Linked DNA regions of Sus scrofa: region 1 is linked to region 2. The links are chromatin contacts, called in public HiChIP or PLAC-seq maps. All regions are on one chromosome and are shown on one strand. Each heading gives the region's core, a stretch centred on a gene start, on an enhancer-like site or on the middle of the called end of the contact. The rest is flanking DNA. Distances are from core to core; before and after follow the strand shown. Region 1 has its middle 12 kb from the start of GNA13. Region 2 overlaps ARSG (arylsulfatase G).

Region 1 (6,870 bases), core at 1,536-4,035, 210 kb before region 2:
CCAAGACTCACACGAACCAGCACAGACAGCATAAGGAAGGGGGTGTGGGGACACAGGCCAGGCTGGGTTCCAATCCCAGCTCTACCACATCCAAGCAGTGTGTCTTGGCACATTACTCAACTTCTCTCTGCCTCAATTTCCTTAAGAGTAAAATGGGAATGATACCAATCACAGTACTGACTTCACAGTGCCACTTGAAGGACTGACTAGCATATAGAAACACTTAGAACACTGGCACTCGATCAATGTTTATTGTTGTAGGGATTATTAGTATTGACTATACTATTAAGTGAGATATTATATATAAAGTGCTAAATCGTGCCTGGCACTGATCAAGCACTTACTCATATTAACTGCTATTATTAGTAATATCCGTGTTTAAGTTCTGAATTCGTTGTCTATGGCTGCACAACAAAACACCTTGAAATTTAGCAGCTGAATACAGCAATTAACATTTATTATGTCACAGAGTTTCTGTGGGTCAGGAAGTCGGCAGGCACTTAGAACTGCCTGGTTCTAGTTCAGGAGCTCTTGAAAGGTTGCAGACAGGGAATTGCCGGGGGCTTGACTCGTATCTCCTTCCTGGATAGCTCGCTCACAGGGCTGGCAAGTTGACACTGGCTGCGGGCAGCAGGCCTCCGTTCTTTTCCATGGGGTCCCCTGCCTGGGGCTGCTTGAGTGTCCTAACGATGTGGCAGCTGGCTCCTTCCCTGCCAGATAATCCAACAGAGCAAGGCGGAAGCCCAAGTGTCTTTTAGAATGAAACTCTGTGCCACAATAACCTATTGGTTATGGGGCTGGCGGGGCAGGGTGGCCCTGTTCATTTTGGGAGAGGCTACGCAAGGGTGTAAATACCAGGAGTAGAAACCCATTGGAGGCTACCCTGGAGGGGCTGACCACCACAAGCCCTAAATTGTGTAGCCGAGACTGTAAGTTCCATGGGAAAACTGAGAGGGAGAAACATAAGATAAGCACGCTTAAGGAATGTTTGGCTTTTTTAATAGCTAGATCTTGAGGGTTGTCCATCGCCGTTTCTTTTTCCTCAAATTCCTTATTTCTGTAGCAGCACTTGGAGAGCGAGGAGGCTAGGACTTTAATAATCAGAAGGGCAGAGGGGAGACAGAAGAAGTAGGAGGAAAAGTTTAAAAGAAGTTGGAGTTTCCATTGTAGCTCAGCGGGTTAAGAACCGACATAGTATCTGTGAGGATGCGGGTTCGATCCCTGGCCTCGCTCAGTGGGTTAAGGATCCGGCGTTACCACGAGCTGTGGTGTAGGTCGCAGAGGCGGCTCAGATCTGGCATTGCTGTGGCTGTGGCCTAGGGCAGTGGCTACAACTCCAATGAGACCCCTAGTCTGGGAACCTCCATATGCCACGGGTGCAGCCCTAAAAAACAAAAAAAAAAAAAAAGGAGGTTTACAAGAGGTGAACGGGACTTATTTGAGGGATAGTTTAAAAAAGGGAATGACACTGGGAAAGGAAAAATTCTAAAAATAGGGTGAAAGAGGCAGCCCAGGCTGCCTTTTGCAAAGAAGAGGCATGAAAGCCAAGTAAATACTTCTAAACTAGCTGGAGTGGAAAGTAAACATTAAGAGCATAAGGCTTTGGCAAAAATACATTTTTAAAATGCCTGTAAGCTTGTTTGATGTGGGGGCCTAAAAAATTTTAGAAGGTGAAAACTATTCTCCCCTAAGGGACATTCACTTGAACACGGTGCCCTGGTGGGGTCAAGGCAATACCAGGAAACAGACTTTAATAGCTTCCTTATATCAGGGTAGGAAGCTCAAGTTGATAAGAAAGTTGGAATCAAGCATCTCAGTTGGAGGAGTCTCCCCAGAGGAAGCACTGGAGCAGGAGATAGTCTGTGTTTACACAGCACTCTGGCAATGTCTGCAGTTTACACAAACTGCATCCTTGGGCAGCTGAAGATAGACCCGCCTGACCTAGAAAAACCCACATCTGGTGCCCAGCCAGCGCCAGGAGGAAGTGCCTGCCCAGACCCACCCAGCTAGTGAGTTCAAAGCTGCTTGAACATGCCCCGCACACACTGCCCTGTCACTGGACGCTGCAGTGCTGGGCAGGGCCGGGACGGTCACGTACGTATCCCCTTCGTGTCCTGCAGGGAACTGCCTGGTCAACTCTTTCAAGACTGTAATAAAACCTAGCATTTGCAAATCAGCGTGGGGTGTCCCTACGTGTTCCCCATAGGATGCTGAATGATTTGCACGTGCTGGAATGCTCTGTGCTGCTGAGAGGAGCGGCCTGAATCAGACCTTTCTGGATCGGAATCAGCATCATCCCTTGAGTGTGACCTTGATGAGTGCCCTTTCGCATGGCTCAGAGCTTCAGTTTCCCCATCTGGGAAATGGGAACAAGTCTAACAGATGAGAGGCCGTTGGCCAGTGCCTAGCACAGAGCAAGAAGGCAGGCACCAACCACCACCACGCTCTTGTTATTCCATGGTTATTCCCTGCCTCCTAGTCTGCGTCTGGATTCAATCCCCCAGCCCGCAGTGCTCTCCTTCCTGTTCCCTTCTTCCCTTCCTCTTCTTTCAAAACCCAACTCAGACACCACTCACCTGCTTTCCGAGAGGCCCCACCCTGAGCTCCCAGGCTGGTTGATGTGCTCGCTCTCCCGGCCAGCTGTCCCTGCTCCCAACTTAGTACCGTGTTGGCTGGTTGATCAGTTGACCTCGCCCCTTTGTCTCACACAATAGAGGCACAGTGCCTGGCCCGAGCCGGCACTCCCCACTCATCCAGACAATGCAGTGCTGGGTTTGCTTCACAGTCCATAGGTCTGTGTGCCTGCAGCCCCAGCAGGCTTGCTTTTGACCCGGACCATAGGCAGGAGGAGAGTGAAGATCACAGTGACTCAGGCCACTGGAGAATCACAGGAGCCGGGGTGGCGTGGAGAGGGGTGGGGTAGCGAGGGACCAGAAGCAGCTTCCTTTCCAGCAGAGCCTCCCCCGCACAACCCCGGCAAAGCCTGAATTCACGTTAGAAGCAATGCTCTCCCCCTGGGAAGCTATTAGGGGATGAAAAACTAGCCAGGGAGCTGTCGCAGCTTAGACGTTTCCTCCAGCTTCTGAAGTCTTTAATTCAGCTCCAGCTTGGATCCAGCACCTCCAGGAGCTCCCTAGAATTAAGGAGTGTCTTTCACAACCTCAGAGACTCTGGGTAAAGTCCAGGGTCACCGTGTGATTCAGAGGGTGGAGTGGATGTTATAAATTATACATGTGCTTTAAAAATAAAAACCCATAAAAAAAAAAAAGTCTCTTGGGCCTGGGTTCAGTCATCTATCTTAGAGGAGTAGCTCTCTGACAGGCAGAAGCAGTCTGGCTCTTTAAACCTTTCGGTCAACCCAGCTCCCAAGCATGCGACCTGCAAGCCTCCCATCATCTCTGCCTCTGTCCTTGGCCTCGCTCTAAAGAGCCTCCTTGCTTTCCAAGTGCTGTGGAGTCTGGCCTTGAGAAGTCCGAGGATGGTTCTCTCCGCTCTCCCTCGAGCCAGGTGCTATCACTGCCCACCTGGGTCACTGTAGCTGCCTCCAGGTGGTCCCTCCTGGCTGCGGCCTCTCCCCGCTCCTTCCCCTCATTGGCACCTGTGCCAGGTGGATCATCCTAAAACTGCACGTGGCACCCACCCCCCGCTCGAAAATATTATAGCGGTCTCTGTCTAGTGACAGCATAAAATCTCAGCATCATGACCCCGGAGGCCATCCCTTCCCAACCTGACTCCATCACGCCTTGTCGGCCTTAACCGATTCTCATCAAATCCGTGGCTCCCGGGTTGTCCCAGCACAGGGGTCTCACCTGCCTGGAAGGCCCTTCCTCACTCCTTTCCTTGTAACCAATCATCCCAGGCTTCCGTCCACTTCCTACGGATTGGCCCAGGAAACAGCCATCAGCTCCACGTAGCTATTGAGCCCTTAAAATGTGGCTAGTACCCTCCTACGCCGTTGGTGGGAATGTCAACTGGTACAACCACTATGGAGAACAGTGTGGAGGTTCCTTAAAAAGCTAAACGTGGAACTACCCCATGATCCAGCAATCCCACTCCTGGGCATCTATCCAGAGAAAACCGCAATTCGAAAAGATCCCCCCCCGCCCCCGCTTTATAGCAGCACTATTTACAATAGCCAAGACATGGAAGCCACCTAAATGTCTGTGGACAGAGGAATGGATGAAAAGGATGTGGTACATATATGTAATGTATGGCATATTACTCAGCCATAAAAAAGAATGAAATAATGCCCTTTGCAGCAACAAGGATGGACCTAGAGATTATCATGCTATGTGAAGTGAGTCAGACAAAGACAAATATATCACGTATAGGTGGAATTTTATTTTACTTTATTTTATTTTTTTTCTTTTTGCCATTTCTTGGGCCGCTCCTGTGGCATATGGAGGTTCCCAGGCTAGGGGTCGAATCACTGGCCTACGCCAGAGCCACAGCAACGCGGGATCCGAGCCGTGTCTGCAACCTACACCACAGCTCACGGCCACGCCAGACCGTCAACCCACTGAGCAAGGGCAGGGATCGAACCTGCAACCTCATGATTCCTAGTCGGGTTCGTTAACCACTGCACCATGACAGGAACTCCACGTAAAGGTGGAATTTTAAAATGATACCAATGAACTTATTTTTATTTTATTTTATATTTATTTCTTTATTTATTTTGCTTTTTAGGGCCACACCCGCGGCACATGGAGGTTCCCTGGCTAGGGGTTTAATCGTTTCCGCTGCGCCACGACAGGAAATCCCCAATGAACTTATTTACAAAACAGAAGCAGACTCACAGATTTCAAAATCAAACTTATGGTTACCAAAGGGGAAACATGGCAGGGGAGGGATAAATTGGAAATGTGGGACTAACATATACACACTACTATAAAAGAGATAACTAACAAGGACCTACTGTATAGAACAAAGAAATCTATTCAATATTCTTTAATAACCTATATGGGAAAGGAAGCTGAAAAAGAATAAATATATGTATATGTATAACTGATTCACTTTGCTGTACATCGGAAGCTAATACAACATTGTAAATCAACCATACACCAATAAATTTTTATTTATTAATTTGTCTTTTTTTTTTTTTTAGGGCTGCACCTGTGGCATATGGAGGTTTCCAGGCAAGGGGTCAAACTGGAGCTGGAGCCACTGGCCTACACTAGAGCCACAGCAACATCAGATCCAAGCCCCGTCTGCCACCTACGCCGCCACAGCTCATGGCAGCGCTGGATCCTTTAACCCACTGATTGAGGCCAGGGATCAAACCCTCATCCTCATGGATGCTAGTCAGGTTCTTAACCCTCTGAGCCACAACAGGAACTCCTCCAATAATTTTTTTTAATAAAAATAAAAATTTTAATGTGGCTAGTGACCCTGAGGAGCTTATTTTAAATTTTACTTAAATTTTAGTTAAGTTAAATGTAAAGACTGGCACGTGATTCAGGTACTGGGAAACGTGTAATTGTATTTGGAACAATTTTTTTTTCTTTTTTTTTTTGGTTTTTGCTTTTTAGGGCTGCACAGTAAGAATCTCTCTATAATAATCCTTATTTGATTACATGTTGAAATATTTTGGATATATCGAGCTCAATAAACTACATTGTTTAATTCAATTTCCTTTTTTTTTTAGGGCCGCACCCGTGGCACACGGAGGTTCCCAGGCTAGAGGTCCAATCAGAGTTGCAGCTGCCAGCCACAGCTACAGCCACAGCAATGCCAGATCTGAGCTGCGTCTGCGACCTACATCACAGCTCACAGCAATGTCAGATCCTTAAGCCATTGATTGAGGCCAGGGATCAAACCCACAACCTCATGGTTCCTGGTCGGATTTGTTTCTGCTGCGCCATGATGGGAACTCCCCAATTTCACTTTTTTTTTTCCCCTAACGCGGCTACTAGGAAATTTAAAATTATGCACATGGCTTGCATTATATTTTTACTAGCCACGTTCAAAACTCTAGATTCCTGAAGCACATGTGAGGGCCACAAATCCAGCTGGCTGCTGTCAGAAATGCAGGAAAGTGATTTCGGAGAAGCAGACAGTGGATACTCTTTTACATCACATACATTTAGAAGTTCCCTGGTGGTCTAGTCGTTGAGGATCCCTTGTTTTCACTGCTGTGGTACAGGTTTGATCCCTGGCCTGGGAACTTCTGCAATGCTGTGCGCCTGGTTCCCCCCCCCCAAAAAAAAGATGTGCATAACATGCATTTAGGAGTTCCCATGTGGTGCAGTGGGTTAAGGACCTGGCATTGTCACTGCTGTGGCACAGGTTTGATCTCTGGCTTGGGAACTTCCACATGGCCCTGGCATGGCCAAATAAAATAAACTAAAAATAAATTACATGCATTTAATGAGCCTTTACGATATGACATGCTAGATGCTGAAGGCACAAGGTCAGCTGGCCGTGTCCCTTGTCTCAGAGGGCCCAGTGGTTGAGGGGACAATTGCAGTCCAGTGTGAGCAATGCTATGATGGGGTGGGGGCAGGGGGTGGATGCTGTAGGACCTCAGAGACCAGGTACCTTGCCTATCCTGGGGAAAGAGAGAGGAGAAGGAAGAAAATGATGGGATGGACAGGGGTGGTGTCAGGAAGGAGAGGGGACAGGAAAAGGAAAGGAGCTGAAACAGAGGAAGATGGCCTGAGAAGCAAAACGGGGAGAACTTTGGATGTTTCCACTGCTGGACAAAGAGAAAAATGGCTGGCAGTGCTGGGATAGGCATGCAATTCACCAAGAGGGTACTTTGTGAAAAGAAACATCTCCCTGAGTTCCCGTTGTGGCTCAGAGGGTTAAGAACCCAATGAGTATCCATGAGGATGCGGGTTCAATACCTGGCCTCGCTCATGGGGTTAAGGA
Region 2 (7,346 bases), core at 3,558-6,057:
AGTCCTGGAAATAGGAGCTGCAAGGAGATGACGTCGCGTCGGGGTCATCTGCCTAGGTGTCATGCTGCCGGGGCAGGGCCTGGCCACACATCCCCTTTCACACACCGCCTGTGCCTGGCAGTGGGCTGTGGAGGGAGACGGGGAGGTGGTCTCACGCCCACCCTCCCTCCTAGCGCGCTCTGCTCTGCAATGGACATGCGCACTGCCCCCCACCCTGTGCTCCTTAAAGATGGTGCTGGATTCCAACAGGGACCTGAAGGGGGCCTGGAGGGAGGGCCGCCTCCCTAACCCCAGCTTTCCCCAGGGATGACGAGAGTGGAGAGCCAATTATAACGCAGGAAGAAACGCACAACTAAATGCCAAAAAAGATGTGCCCCCCCCCCCCCATCCTCCCCTGTCTTAGGGACCACTCCCACCCTTCCAGGTCTGGGGGATGCTCTGCTCTCCCTCCCTCACTCCAGACACAGGACAGAAACGCGCCCACCGCGTGCACCCCCATCCCTCCTCACCCCCTAACTTCCTGCCTTCAGGTCACACCCGCCATTTCCCAGATATAGTGTCCCCAGCGTCTAGGAGACACCCTTCCTTCCACCCCCACCCTCCACCCCAGGACAGGCCAGCAAGCACCTCGGTTCCCGTCTGCACGTGTCCCGCGGTTCCGGCTGTTCCGCCGGGAGCCGCTCCCCTTCCAGCCCAGCTTCCCGCTCCCCCCGCCATCCTCCTCGCCATCACCCAGTCAACGCAGCCAGGTTCCTCTGGCAATTCCTTGGATGGAAACACAAATGTGCGCACTTCCTCTGAACCGACCTTCAGCGCCTGGGGCTGGCCGAAGCCAAATGAGAAAAAGATGAAAATCTTTTCACGTGGGCCCCAGGACCTGCAAATAAATGCTGAGTCCCAGCGCTGCCTTCTGTGTCATGGCACAAAGCAGCCTCAGTCTCCCCCCTTGCGTGAGTTAGCTCTTGACTGCCCTGCCTGGTTCCCAGAAGCCAGGGCCCACTTTCCGATAGAGCAGAGAGGCACAGCGCCGGGGCACGTGAAATTTAAATTTGCTTTTAAAGCCGGGCGAAAAACAACCACACTCTTTTAGGTTGAAGGAAATGGTAGTTAGCTACTCTTGATGTCAACACAGTTGTAAAATACAGTTTTGAGTGTTTCATATGGAGGAAGCGACCGCAAAGGCAACGGAACCAAGGTTTCATGAAGGTTAGAAAGTGTCTCCCTAAAGCCTTCCTCCCTGAGAATCATAGTAATTGTGGAAACTTGAAAATTAGGTTTGAGGTTGGTTTTTTTTTTTTTTTTTGGTCCCTTTCCCCAAGGTTTCAGAGACTCCCAGGACCTGTTTCCTAGGTAGGGTTTGCAGTGGCTGGGGGCCACCTTGGTGGGCTTTGCAGGACCGATGCTTTTTCCAAGTTGGCGCCGGGGGTTGGGGGGGTGGGTGGGCAGCCCTGGGGCTCTGTGTGCCCAGAGGATCTCCCACCCTTGGTGGTGCTGGGGGGAGCTTGGCTTCCTCCTTTCCATGAAGAGGGACCTCTTGGTAGCTTCAGGGCTCGGTTGGCGTGTCATGGAGAGGGATGCTTTTCTCGGGGACTGGAGCTTTCCTCTGAGCTCTGGATCCTCCCTCTGAGGATCTGGCTTCATTCTGGGGTAATAGGATTCCGTGAAGATTCGAATCAGTGCAGCAGGATTCGGATGCTCCGCCTCACGTGAGGGAGGGGGTGGGGCGGAAAGAAGATGGAGAAAGAAAGTAGACCACGCTTTCTGAACACTGAACTCGGATCCCGTCTTTCTGGCTCACTCATCTGACCCACCTGTGAGGCCGACCTCTCTTAGAGACATCATTTAGAGAAAGTTCCAACAAAGAGCAGCAGCCCCTTCCGCCCTGGCCTTTTCAGACTGCATTGCAGTCCTCTGTGCTGCCCGCTCTGAGGCAGGAACCTTGGACTCTGGACAGGTTTCTGGACCGTTCTGTCCTCTGCAAGTGCCTACTGAGCACTTCTTGACTTTGCATGCATGTGGGATGTCAGCTCCTGGAATGTGTATCTCTAGAGATAAGCCGCCAGCTACGTGGATTGTGAAAGCTAAAGGCGAACCAGAAACACCCTGCATCATAGTCAAAGGAGAGAGTCCTCCTGGGGTTGTAGGCAGAGTCCTGGACAGGAGGAGAAGAGGCTGGCAGAGGGGAGGGGTCCTTTCTGTAGCTCCTCTTGAAAAGTAAGGCTTTGAGTTCCCTGATGGCACAGCGGGTTAAGGATCTGGCGTTGTCACTGCAGTGGCTCAGGTTGCTGCTGTGGCTCGAATTTGCTCCCTGACCTGGGAACTTCCACATGCCTTGGGTGCAGCCAAAAACAAAACAAAACAAAACAAAACAAAAAACCCACAAAAAAAGATTTAAAGAGAAAGATGATGTGGTGATGCCACCCTCCCCAGACTCAGATGTAGACCTGGAGACCTTCCCCCTGCACAAGTCTGAAGTTTGCCACTGTGCCCAGCCTCAGGTGGCCCCTCCTTCCTGGGGAAGTCCAGCTTCACGCTGCCCTTGCCCTCCGGGCTCCATCCGGTCCCACTGACTCAGCGGGCCTGGCTCGCAGGTGCACAGCTCGGGTGGAAGGGGCAGCCGGTCTGTTCCTGCTGAAGAGTTTTTCCCTAACGTGAGCACAGTGGGCTGGCGGGAGATGGGCCTTAGAGCGGAGTCAAAATTGTACCACATGACTTCAAACGAAAATCAAATTAACAAAATTCACCGAAATGTTCACGGTGGCTGCCTTTGGGTGAGGGACTGTTTGTGTGCTGGCTGCTCCTTTGGATTTCTGGATGTTATCATTTCTTCTCACTGGGGACACGTACTTATTTTGTAATGGGAGTGAAAGAGCTAAGCAAAAGAGGCTGGAATGTTTCACACACAATGGCATTCTAAACAAAGACGAGGTATTTGTGACCCAGAGACCCAGGGAAGGAACATCAAAGTGAATGTTCTCTTGCAGGCACCCGTCACATAGTGTTCCCTCTCGGCGGGTGGCAGTGGCCTGGTTGGTGCCAGGTAGAACCCCTGAGTTCTTAGGTCTGCAGGGGTGCCCCTGTGGGTAATTATAATACAGACATCCAGTAGGCACTTTTTGATCACGCTAATAGTGGACTCTATTATTATCACGCCCATTTTAGAGACCAGAAAACGTCTTTTCTTTTTCTTTTTAGGGCCACATCTGTGGCATATGAAAGTTTCCAGCCTAGGGGTCGAATTGGAATTGTAGCTGTGGCATTGGCAGCGATGCAGTCTTGAACGCCACAGCCACAGCAACTCCCCAGCAATGCCACAGCCACAGCAACACAGGATCCCAGCCTCATCTGCAACCTGTGTCCCAGCTTGCAGTAACGCAGGATCTTTAACCCACTGAGCAAGGCTCCGGGAATCAAGCCTGCATCCTCGTGCATATGAGTCAGGTTCTTAACCAGTTGAGCCACCATGGGAACTCAGAGACCAGAAACCTGAGGCGTTTGAGGAACCGGACAGGTGGTGAGAGCTGGGACGTGAATGCAGGCAACACCACGGCACCATTCTGCCTCTTGGAGGAGCAGACATCCAACTGGGACCTGCGGAAGGCAGGCAGGCCCCGGGGAGGGGGAACCCCACAGGGGGCTGACGGTGCTCGGTCCGGGCTGGTCCAGGCGGCTCTTGACCACAGCACAGCCAGCGAGAGAGAGCCTGGGAAGGGTGGGGGCTGATGCTGTCCTGGTCTTCCTGCAGCGTGCTGGACATCTTCCCCACCGTGGTGGCCCTGGCCGGGGCCAGCTTGCCCGGGGACCGACACTTTGACGGTCTGGATGCCTCTGAGGTGCTGTTTGGCGGGGCGCCAGCTGGGCACAGGGTAAGCAGAGAAGGTATGTGTCCTACGTGGGCTTTTCAGGAGGTTGGCCTGTCGCCTCTCATTGGGGCCTGCCTGCCTTTGTGCAAACAGAACCATCCTCAGGAGATATACGTGCTGCCGAAGATGCATTTTGACAACCCCCGAGGAGTGACTCCTTTGAGATGAACCCCTCTTTCCACTCCCCCCCCTTTCTTCCCTAATTAATCCCCTGGCTCAACCCAGATTCCCCCCCCCCCTTTTCTATGGCCACAGCTGCAGCATATGGAAGTTCCTGGGCTAGGGGTCGAATTGAAGCTGCAGCTACCAGCCTACACCACAGCCACAGCAACACAGGATCCTTAACCTACTGAGCGGGGCCAGGGGTCGAACCTGCATCCTCATGGTTGCTATGTCAGGTTCTTATCCCACTGAGCCCCAACGGGAACTCCTCAATCCAGATTTATATGTAATAGTCTGGCTTAGGGTGGCCGTGCATTGGTGCTTATTCCCTGTGACGAATGATTTTTTTTTTTTTTCTCACCACGAATTAATTTTCTGACAGGATACAGGCACATGGCACATTTTTGTTGGATGCGGTGCGTGACCAGGGCTTGTGGGTTGTGTATGGTGGGGCTCCCCCGTCAGAATGGAAAGCTTCCGAGGGCAGGGTTCTCGCCGTGGAATTCTCAGTACAGGTGACACAGTGTCTGGCATCCAGCCGGCATGCAATAAGCTCACATTGAATGAATGAATGCATGAAGGATGAATGAATGAAAGACCTCTTGCCCTTGACTTTTCCTGGCTCCTAGAGGGCTGAGCACACGCACGGCTCTCCAGCCCCCAGTGTCCCCTGCTTCCGTGTGCTCTGAAGCCTTCGGTGGCAGCGGCAGCCAGGAAGGGTCGGGCCTGATGGCCTTTCCCTGTCTCTCTGTGTGTTTTACTTTTGCCAAAAGGAAGAGGAAGTGGGAGGAGGGAAGGAGGCCTGCGGAACCCGGAACCCCCTCTGGAAGGCCCGGTGAGCCCGGCTTCTCAGTTAGGGACCCACACATCAAAGGGTCTATTTCTGGCTTTACCGGGGGTCACAGGGAAGTGAGTCAAACGGACGGTGGCAGTTCCTGGAGCTGCCCTTCCCGGCAGCTGGCACACGGGTGCAGAGTGGGCCCCCTCGGAGGCTCTAGGGGTGGTCAGACGATGCCCGGGGTGGCCCCCCGAGAAGGACTGCTCCTCCCGGCCTCTCGGACCCCCTCCGAGCTGCGGACCCCTCCAGGCAGAGCCCTGCTCCCGCACCCCAGCCAAGCAGGAAGGTGGTTTCCGCCCCTGGGCTGCGAGTGTGCAGTATGTGACCCTGGGGGGTGACTGAGGACGTCAGCGGAGAGGTGCTCCCGAGTGTTTATGACACGGCTGCTAATAGAATAATTGGGGTCACCAGGAAGGGCTTCGGGGACTGCGGTCTCCTTGACGTTGTCCGGCCCCCGGTGGAAGCCAGCTCCTTGGCGCGGAACTTCCGCTTTCCGAGGCGAGAAGGCTCGCTCTCTTTCTCAAGTTGCCGCTTTCTGCAGACGCCTGGAGGCCCCTGCTTTGGGGCTTAACAGTTACTGGTCTAGGCCCCGATGGGGTTGGGCCCGGGAACTGGGTACGAGAACCAGAGAGAAGCCACAAGGCCGTTTGGGGTTTTTGTGGGGATGGATGATGGGTGGTGATGCAGCTGGCCTCGGGCGGATTCGCTCCCTAACCACACCCCGTGGCCCAGAAGGAAACAGCCGTGCTTACCACCTGCCAGAAGCTGCCGACGAGATCTTCAAGAGAGAAAGCGCCTGGGTGCTGGCACCTGTGGCCGTGTCCAGCCTTGGAGAGTGCTAGACCCCTGTCATGCAAATGAAGATGCTCGAGAGGCGGGCATAGGTTGCCAGTGGCCCTGAATTTGCCCTTGGTCTTTTCTGGTCAGCCCCAAAAGAGACGAGAGGAAATCGAATTTGATGAAGGGGGGCCAGGGGGTAAAAATATGAGTGATAACAGACACACACACCCATACATGTGTGTATACATACATACGCACACGTAAGTCTTTAATAAACACAACTCGTGTGTTCACTCTTGGCGACATCCGGGGCTCGTGACATTCTAACAAGGGTGGGTTTAGAAAACCATTCCAGTTTCAAGAAACTCCAAGTAACTCCTCGATCGTCATCTCAGAACAATATGCAAATACATCTCAGCAACGGGGTTCTTCCCTCTTTTGCAAATGAGTCACGGAAAGTGGAAGAGCTAAAGCAACCTGGGCCCCGGGTACCCTCTGGCAAAGCCTCACCGCCCCCACCCCAGGCCCCATTGGGAGAGGTTTACAAGCAAATAATGGGCTACTGGGTTTCCTGCTGAATGATCTTCTCACCACCCCCTTCGTGGGCAGCTACAGCTGTGGGGTCTGCGACATTCAAAACCAGTAGCCGCAGACACCATGCTGCAAGTTCCTGCATCTGCTTGGCCTTCTGCTGCCGACCTCGAGCAGTGAGAGATACCGCAAGGAGGGACAGGGGAGCCGGGCGGGGGAGGGCACACAGCTTGGCACCAAGTATCCTACTTTGTGCTTGTCTGGCTCCCAGAAGAAGGCGGAGATTGTAATGTCAAGTCCTCTCTCAGCCCCAGGTTGCCATGGCCAAGTCTGAAAATTGTCAGCCAAGGAAAGGCTTCCTTAATGGCTCTGCATCCATCCAGCCCAAACCAGTCTGGGGCTACGTGGGTCTTACAATGCTCGGTAAGTCCCTGGAGGTGGTACTTTGAGGAAACAGAGGCTGGGGCTTAGTCTCTGGAACACGGATCACTTCTCTTAGGGAGAAGGGAGGCCCCTAGTGGTGAAAGATGCTGTCCGGAGTGGTGGCCAGTGGCTGACCACTTTTGGAGAACTGGAGCCGTGAGCTCCCACCTGCTGGGGTCAGAGACCCCTGCTTCTGGGGAAGCTGCATCAACACCAGCCTAACGCAAAGAGACGCCCCCTGCTTGAAGCAAAACAAAACAAAACAAAGCCAACAGGTGAGAAAGACCACTGAGAAGATGCAACATGTTTGCAGAAGATAAAGTTATCTTTGAAATTTGGAGCGAGTGTCCTCTGGAGAGGAAATGTCTTCAGCTGTGATTCATGTGTAAATTCACCAGCCTCCTTCCTATGTTGATATAAACAAGAACGCCATAGTCAGTCTGCCCGAAGGGGAAAGAAAGGCATATACAAGTTTTCCAAAGTCCATCCACGTTTCTGAGAGTGAGCCACTTTGCTTCCTCTTGGATTTCGGAAGTGGTGCCTGGTAACGCTGGATAAATATCCTGAACGTGGCAGCCCACCCTTATGGATTTTCTGTTACTGAAACTCAAATAACGTCTGTGATTGGAACCGGCGGACCTTGACTCCCATCTTCTGGGTGTCTGAGGACATCATAGATCAGTTGACAATAGATTTTTCCAAGTCTCCCACTTCCTGCCCTTTCCAGAAGGAAACAAAACAGCCTCCTG

What was found. HiChIP or PLAC-seq counts read pairs in DNA pulled down with a chosen protein or histone mark.
Region 1: a contact with region 2 is called in an H3K27ac HiChIP or PLAC-seq map of alveolar macrophages. The contact joins two enhancer-like sites. A contact is called at or near these places in 2 of 47 Hi-C or Micro-C datasets (alveolar macrophages and embryonic fibroblasts) and 1 of 2 datasets of contacts at active chromatin or transcription factors (alveolar macrophages).

The regions. Positions count from the first base shown.
Region 1 is chr12:11,975,561-11,982,430 of Sscrofa11.1, reverse strand. No RefSeq gene overlaps it. Among named protein-coding and RNA genes, the nearest start is that of GNA13, 12 kb to the right of the region's middle. Within about 2 kb of position 2,785, at least 32 of the 83 cell types and tissues checked have an H3K27ac peak or open chromatin away from gene starts, as enhancers often do. A contact at or near this core is called in alveolar macrophages, where this site is marked.
Region 2 is chr12:11,762,937-11,770,282 of Sscrofa11.1, reverse strand. ARSG (arylsulfatase G) reads left to right here. Exons shown (of 12, transcript XM_021066718.1): 10 at 3,746-3,866. Among named protein-coding and RNA genes, the nearest start is that of WIPI1, 51 kb to the right of the region's middle. Within about 2 kb of position 4,807, at least 28 of the 83 cell types and tissues checked have an H3K27ac peak or open chromatin away from gene starts, as enhancers often do. A contact at or near this core is called in alveolar macrophages, where this site is marked.